2 separate regions of the Sus scrofa genome follow, and region 1 is linked to region 2. The links are chromatin contacts, called in public targeted proximity ligation maps. All regions are on one chromosome and are shown on one strand. The core of a region is the stretch at or near the end of the contact, and the rest is flanking DNA. Distances in the headings are between cores, read along the strand shown.

Region 1 (4,112 bases), core at 490-2,989, 140 kb after region 2:
GCTTGTGCAAATTCTTGACTGGAATGTTTTTTACTCACTTTTTTATTTTGGTTGCACTTGTAGCATGTGGAAGTTCCCAGGCCAGAGATTGAGCCTGAGCCATGGTGGTGACAATGCCAAGTCTTAACCACTAGGCCATAACTCCTTTCACCCACTATTTTTATTTTTACTATTTATATATATATATATATATATTTTTTTTTTTAGGGCTGCACCCATGGCATATGGAGGTTCCCAGGCTAGGGGTCGAACTGGAGCTGGATCTGCCAGCCTACACCACAGGCACAGCAATGCCAGATCCAAGCCCTGTCTGTGACCTATACCACAGCTCATGGCAATGCCGGATTCTTAACCCACTGAGTGAGCCCAGGGATTGAACCCATGTCCTCAGAGATCCCAGTCAGGTTCGTTACCACAGAGCCACAATGGGAACTCCCTTACCCACTATTTTAATAAATAATTTAATAAATCATTTTTAAAAATCTGGTACTTCTACATTCTTTTCAAGATTAAGTCCTTTTCAGTCCATTCTCCTTCAAAAGTTCTGCAATTTCTCTAATCCACATTAATCCATAATCATATAAAGATTACATTCCAAGTGAAAATAACTGCTCCCCCCATCATCAGCCAAGTCCCCAGATCTCCCCACTAAAGGCTCTTGTAGGTGACAGGGTGGTTGGTGGACCATGTGGGTGGATGGAAAGGTTAGCCTTACCTGACTCAGTGGTGATGGGCAAAGAGAAAAATGTGTCTGAATAGAGTGGCTTTGTGAATTCCTTCAGGTTCTCATCAAACAGCTGGGTAAAAGCCCGGATGCTGATTCTGAAAAGGAAAGCAATTTCTTTAACGGCATTGTCGTGGCTGACCACAGTAGCGCTGCCTGGAGAATGTTTTCAAGGAGGAACAGGCTGATCACCTGGTCATATGTTTGTCAGGTACAATGTGAGTTATGAAATCAGATAGACCTGGGTTCATGCATTCATTCATGCATTCTTCAGCCCTTCCTGTGTGCCCGTCCCTGTCCAGGAACTGGATAAACTGCAAAGAATAAGTCTCTATCATCTCGAGGTTGCGTTCTCTAGTGTTGAAAGTCAGACAATAAACACACAAATATGATGTGCCAGGTGGTGATATGTACATGAAAAAGATTAGACCAGAGTAAGGGAGATGGAAAGCAGTGGGGACAGGGTAAGTGGGACTGCCTTATTCAGTGTGGCCAGTGAAGGTCTCTTGACAAGACATTTGCACAGAAATCTGCAGACAGGGAGGAGCCAGGCCTGCCGTCTAGGCAGAGGGAACAGCAGTGGGAAAGGCATTGAGAGGAGGGACCAGATAGGCCCAGCCTGAGGAGGAGAAGGGTGGTCCTCAGATGTGAGCTCAGGTCATCTGAAAGAACTCTGGCATCACCGAGAGAAATGGGGAGCCAGACTGGGGAAAGGGGAGCAGCCCTGCCTGGGCTGTGTGGGATTTACAGTGACACTGAGACATGGATTTAGAACTCTTCAGCTGACATTTGGAATTAATTCCAAATGGTCAAGAGAGCTGCTGAGGCGGTTGTCCACGTGGGATGGTGCCTGGAGATCAGCTGGCTCTCAATTTGATAAACAGGGAAATGCAGCTATTTAAAAGACTGAGCTGTAACCTCAGCCTGGATAAAAAGCCTACTGTCCCCAGCCTAGGACCTAGGTCTCATGTTCTCTGGGTGAGTCAGGCCCAGGCTAGAGAGCTGCACTAGTGTCTTGGGGCTCTATCTTAGGAAGCATTAGAGATCATTTGAGATGATGGACCAGGATGACGACAGAGAAGTCTTAGAAGAACGAGATCATTGCCTTCAGATTTAAAGAAGCTGCCTTCTAGAAGAGGAAATAGACATGATGACTTTTCTTTTTGAATGCAGAACTAAGCTCACGAGGCTGAAGTCATGGGGCAGTGTGGTTTAGGAACATAAAATCACTTCCTAACATCTAGAGTCTGAGCTGCCTCTTAGGTAGTGATCTCCTAGTCATGGATGGGGTTTAAGCAGAGACTGGAGGGGAACAAGCTCTCAGGAAAGCTGGAGGAGAGCAGCTTAACTTAAAGACTGGCTTGGGTGACCTCTTGAGGTCATTCTATGCTGAAGACTTTAAGACTGTAGGTTTACTGATAGAGTATCAGGCTTGGTTTACTTGGGAAAACTTTTTCTAGTTTAATTAATTAATTAGTATTTTTTTATGGCTGCACCTATGGCACATGGAAGTTCCTGGGGCAGGGACTGAATCCAAGCCACAACTGCAACCTATGCCACAGCTGTGGCAACACCAGATCTTTTAACCCATTGTATCAGGCCAGGATCAAACCCACACCTCTGCAGCAACCCCAGCCACTGCAGTCGGATTCTTAATCCCCTGTGCCACAACAGAAACTCCTTTAGTATTAATTTAAATCATACGAAAGTGGGAGTTCCCATTGTGGCTCAGTGGTAATGAAACCGACTAGGATCCATGAGGACATGGGTTCGATTCCTGGCCCTGCTCAGTGGGTTAGAGGATATGGTGTTGCTGTGAGCTGTGGGGTAGGTGTCACATGTGGCTCAGATCTTTCGTGGCTGTGGCTGTGGCCAGCAGCTGCAGCTGTGATTCAACCCCTAGCCTAGCAACTTCCATATGTGGCAGGTGTAGCCCTAAAAAGCAAAAAAAAAGAAACAAAACAAAACAAAACAAAAAACAAAAACAAAAAACTATATCTCTACATCTATATATATATATCTCATATGAAAGTGAAATGGAAGACTTTTTTTCGTTAAAAAAAATCTATATTTGCTTAACCCAAAACTATTTGGGCATGTGCTGATGTATTACCAGGCCAGGACAAATTGTTCTGACTTTTGCCCTCACCTTCTAACTCATGCTTGGGCCCAAGTATAATTCCTCAATATCATTAACATGATACTGATCCACCATACCTATAATTTCCATCTCTAAAGGAACCTCCCAAGTCAAAAGCTGTACTTCCAGGAAACGCAGACTGTGGATGGAAAGCTTGTGAGATGTTCCCAAAGGGAAACAAGCAGTCAACACATGTTAAGTGGGAGGGAGGAGTTGGTGTGTGTTGCTGATGTATTGTATCTTTGGACAAAGAAAGAGTCTTCCAACGAAAAGAGTTTCTTTCACTTGTAGAGTGCTCTGTAAGTGTGAAGATCTTTCACAAACATGATTCTCTCTGACCATCTCCGACCTCTCTAATCTAAGAAGTGTATTAGCTTCAGAGATTTGGAAGCTGAAGCTTGGGGAGATTCTGTGTCTCACTGAAGACCTTAGAGAAAACTGACGAAAGAAAGTCAGACTCAGTATTTTCTAATTCTTAGTCCAGATCTCTTTCTCTTATTTCCTCTTGGCTGAATTAAACCACTTTGGTTTAACAACAGTGACTCATATTGGAAAGACAGAGAAAAGAGCCTGAGCTAGGAAGCAGTGGGGCTGAGGTCTAGCTCTCACTGCCACTGATTAGTTCTTGATGCCTTCGTTTTCTCATCAGTAAAAATAAAAGCATTGGGTAAAACAATCTTGATGCCTTCGTTTTCTCATCAGTAAAAATAAAAGCATTGGGTAAAACAACCTTGCCAAGTTCTGCCTTGGCATTTGAGGAGTCACGGTGTAAACACAAAGTACAAAATGAATCCAGATGAATAAAGGCCTTTAGAAACCCCGGAAGGAGATAACCACCTACTACTATAGGCTTGGCTTAAAATCCGTGGGTCAACAGGAAGTCTGCCCTTAAAACCTTTCCAAAAATGGACACCACAACCATATTCCCAGCCCAGCACTTAGCACCTATTTGGAATCCTGTCCTGGTTTTGTTTTTCCCATGACCCCTCTATATAACCCCTACTTTGAAGCTGAACTGTCTGCTCCTTCCAGTCTGTGTATTTCTGCCCCTGCATCTTGATTTCTGCACCTGGAATCTCCTCTTGCCTCTATCTCCATAGTTGCAAATCCTTCCCCATTTTTCAATGCCCAGCCTAACTAAATGCTCCTCCTCTCTCAAGAAGCCTTCTGAACCTTCACAGCATTTATGTACCTACACTCCTTAGTCCTTCCACATTTCTGCCTCTATTTTACAGACATGTCTTCTGT
Region 2 (3,891 bases), core at 182-2,681:
GAAAAAATGGCTATCACAGAGGTCTGATCCTAATCATAGACCTGCCACTTATTGTATGACTTGGGCAAGTTACTAATTTTCCTCTGATGCAAAATGAAGATAATGACATCGACTTTACAGAGTTACAAAGATGAGACTAAAATTAGCTGTGTCTCTAGTTTTGACACATATTAGGCTTTGATAAATTATACCTGCTATTTCTTTAATTGTTAATATCCTTAAATTTTAAATACTTGGTTTTATATCTCAAAATTTAATCACGATGACCTATGTTTTCATTTTAATTTAATAATAAAATTGCCACTGAACTTAATAATGGAAAGTCTATTATGGGATTTTAAGTAAGACAGATAAAATATGCTAAGTTGTGATGCTAACCTTACTTGTTGGCTTTAATACATAGCACATGCTAAGGTTCATGTTTTAAATGAGATTAACTAAGATAGTTTGTGCTACTTGAATTCAGTTTGTAGAATCAATAATTTTAGAACCTCTAGCTTTTGGGATTTACAAAGGTATGTTTTTTGGTTTTTTTAATATACAAAAAAGTCATATTCTGCATCTCTTGATCTTGGGAAAGTATCAAGAAAAAATTACTTCACCATTCTTAAATTTTAAAACTTATGTAGTGTTTTGAAAATTTAATTTAAAAAAGCTGTGTAGTTCATCTTCAAATCTACAAAACCACTGTCTAGTTTGGGGTGACTGTTAAAGCTTTTCAAGGTTTTAGGTTTGTGAAATCGGAAGTCGAGAGACATGTGAGTTTTCAGTTCATTGTTTTCCCCAGACAATGAGTTTAGGACAACATTAATGTTTGCTTTTTCTTTTTTTTATTTATTTTTTTTAATTTTTATTTATTTATTTATTTTTTAGGACATGCAATAAGATAAATTGGAAAATCCTTTATTCCTAAATTTTTTTCATGGAAAAAAGTAAATTTTTAAGTTTATATTTCATTGAAGGTAGTTTTAAGATAACTTCCAATGCTTTTTATTAGTGATACAGCAGTGGTCCCTTCAGATTTTATTTTTGAGCCAAAAAAATGCAGAGTTTCAGTGTCATAGATGTTCATGACTAGTCTATGATGTTTATACACAAAGTCTACATTTTTGTACTTGCCAGATAGAAACTATACAGCACATTATTTTTCTTTTCCAAGCTGTATTTTACTTAGAAAAAGAGTTGGTATATCTCTGTTCATTCTCAGACATGTAGATATTTTATTTGTTCATAAATAATAAAATATATTTTGACAAAAATCTGAGATCAGAGGGAGAGGAAATCATCTAAATTTTTAAATTTGGTTTTATAGGAGTTCCATCTGGAATATGACAAATTAGAAGAACGGCCTCACCTGCCATCCACCTTCAACTACAACCCTGCTCAGCAAGCCTTCTAAAAAAAAAGACTTCCCTTTTCTTGGGGTATGGCTGTCTCAGCACAATACTCAACATAACTGCAGAACTGATGTGGCTCAGGCACCCTGGTTTTAATTCCTTGAGGATCTGGCAATTGGCTTACGCAAAGGGTCACCATTTGAGGTCCTGCCTTACTAATTATGTGCTGCCCAACAACTAAATTTGTCATTTGTTTTTCTCTAGTTCGAGCAGGGTCTGAATTTTTTCATTTATTTTCTTTTTTTGCCAGCAAACAGACTTGGGTCTGTAAAAACAAGCAAGTACACTGACAGAAGTTTACCATTTAGTTTTGAAAATGTAAAAAAGAAAACCCACAAGAGACTCAACAAAATTAGACCACAAAATTTGCATTGTTCATTGTAGCACTATTGGTAATAAAATAACAAATGTTTGTGCATTTTTATGTGAAGATCCTTCTCGTATTTCATTTGGAAAGATGAGCAAGGTCTGCTTCCTTCATTTTACTTCCCCTTCTGTTTTTGAAAGGCAGTTTCGCCAAGCTTAACGCAAGAGTATCTGACTGTTTAGAAGAAAGATATTGCCACAACCTCTGGTTGGTTTCCAGGGTTGTGTTATTACTGAGCTTCATCTTTCCAGAATGAGCAAAACACTGTCCAGTCTTTGTTACGATTTTGTAATAAATGTGTACATTTTTTTTAAATTTTTGGACATCACATGAATAAAGGTATGTATGTACGAATGTGTATATATTATATATATGACATCTATTTTGGAAAATGTTTGCCCTGCTGTACCTCATTTTTAGGAGGTGTGCATGGATGCAATATATGAAAATGGGACATTCTGGAACTGCTGGTCAGGGGACTTTGTCGCCCTGTGCACTAAAGGGCCAGATTTTCAGCAGCCAAGGACATCCATACCCAAGTGAATGTGATGGGACTTAAAGAAGTGAACTGAGACAATTCACTCTGGCTGTTTGAACAGCAGCGTTTCATAGGAAGAGAAAAAAAGATCAATCTTGTATTTTCTGACCACATAAAGGCTTCTTCTCTTTGTAATAAAGTAGAAAAGCTCTCCTCACTGCAGTGTTGACTTTGATTTGAAATTGTGGAATTACTTCTTCAACATGAAAAATAGAGGAAAAAGCTTAAAGTTTTACAACTGAATGGTGTGACTGAACAATTTAAAACGTAGTAGTCTTCTTTTCAGCTTTTGATGGGTCATTTAATGGAACCATATACCATTTAGGTTAAAATGTAGACATTCTTAATATTAACCAAGTTCAAAACAGGGAAAACTATTTTCTAAATTATGGCAACGTTAGAAATAAAACTTCTTGAACACTCTTGACACCCAATCAGATTACTTTTGTGAGAAGTATATGAGAAGTTTCTTGATAAACCTTTGAGGTATATCTTAAGTGATGTATAAGTTAAAGTAAGCCAAAGAGGAGTAGGATAGACTTTCCCTTCAGTTTTTTGGCTGGCCTGGGTATTTCATACAAAGTTGATGGCTTCTTTTACATCTAAAGACAAATACTGGGAGTTCCCATCGTGGCGCAGTGGTTAAAGAATCTGACTAGAAACCATGAGGTTGCGGGTTCAATCCCTGGCCTTGCTCAGTGAGTTAAGGATCCGGCGTTGCTGTGAGCTGTTGTGTAGGTTGCAGACACGGCTCAGATCCCGCGTTGCTGTGGCTGTGGTGTAGCCTGGTGGCTACAGCTCTGATTAGACTCCTAGCCTGGGAAGCTCCATATGCCGCGGGAGCAGCCCTAGAAAAGACAAAAAAAAAGAGACAAATACTGTATTTTAAAAAGTTTGAAGACTGAAGCTGTGAAAGCAGAACTAGAGATAGAAGTTTTTTTAAAAAAATAATGAGTTCTGATTCTTTAAATTTTTATTTTTAACCTATTTTTCTATGAAGAGTGAAAGTTGTTGACATTTACCAAATCATGTTTGAAAATGAAACACTTATGACCTTGCTTTGTTTGTACATCAGTAATATAAAGTGACTTAAGAAATTTATGTTTTTTTATGTTCTGAGGATTTTTAATCTTTCAAACTTAAACCAAAGCATCTCTTCTGTAGGAAAAAAAGAGCACTTACGTAATTATAGTTTGACTTTTGTGCCAAAAACCTTCACAACACACCACATTTGAGGTAAACTAGAGTCAAATCCTAGAAACAAACATTACCTTTTTTCATAATAATTTACTTGGTAAAATGTACCTTTTCCTACATAATCATAAGAAACAGGTGGAAAGAATAAAAGAAAATGGAAAGAGATCTTTATTCTTAGAAGTATAAACATAACAGTATAAAGTGTCACCATCATCGTGATTAGTACTGTGTGAATGACTCAGGAAAACAAGATAGCTCATATCTAGTGGTTTGTCTTGGCTCTAGTTCTTTGTTTTAATGCCATATTCAAAGTTTTAAGCACACACCTTTCCGGTTTTCTGAAATCATCAAAATAATAACTTGTTAATAATAGAAATTACCATACGCTTGAC

What was found.
Region 1: a contact with region 2 is called in a targeted proximity ligation map of alveolar macrophages. A contact is called at or near these places in 1 of 47 Hi-C or Micro-C datasets (epiblast stem cells) and 1 of 2 datasets of targeted methods (alveolar macrophages).

The regions. Positions count from the first base shown.
Region 1 is chr5:34,685,297-34,689,408 of Sscrofa11.1, forward strand. It overlaps PTPRB (receptor-type tyrosine-protein phosphatase beta), which reads right to left. Exons shown (of 33, transcript XM_021091989.1): 21 at 716-822. Among named protein-coding and RNA genes, the nearest start is that of PTPRB, 110 kb to the right of the region's middle.
Region 2 is chr5:34,546,855-34,550,745 of Sscrofa11.1, forward strand. It overlaps CNOT2 (CCR4-NOT transcription complex subunit 2), which reads left to right. Exons shown (of 15, transcript NM_001243417.1): 15 at 1,313-2,114. The coding sequence ends at 1,399. Among named protein-coding and RNA genes, the nearest start is that of KCNMB4, 13 kb to the right of the region's middle.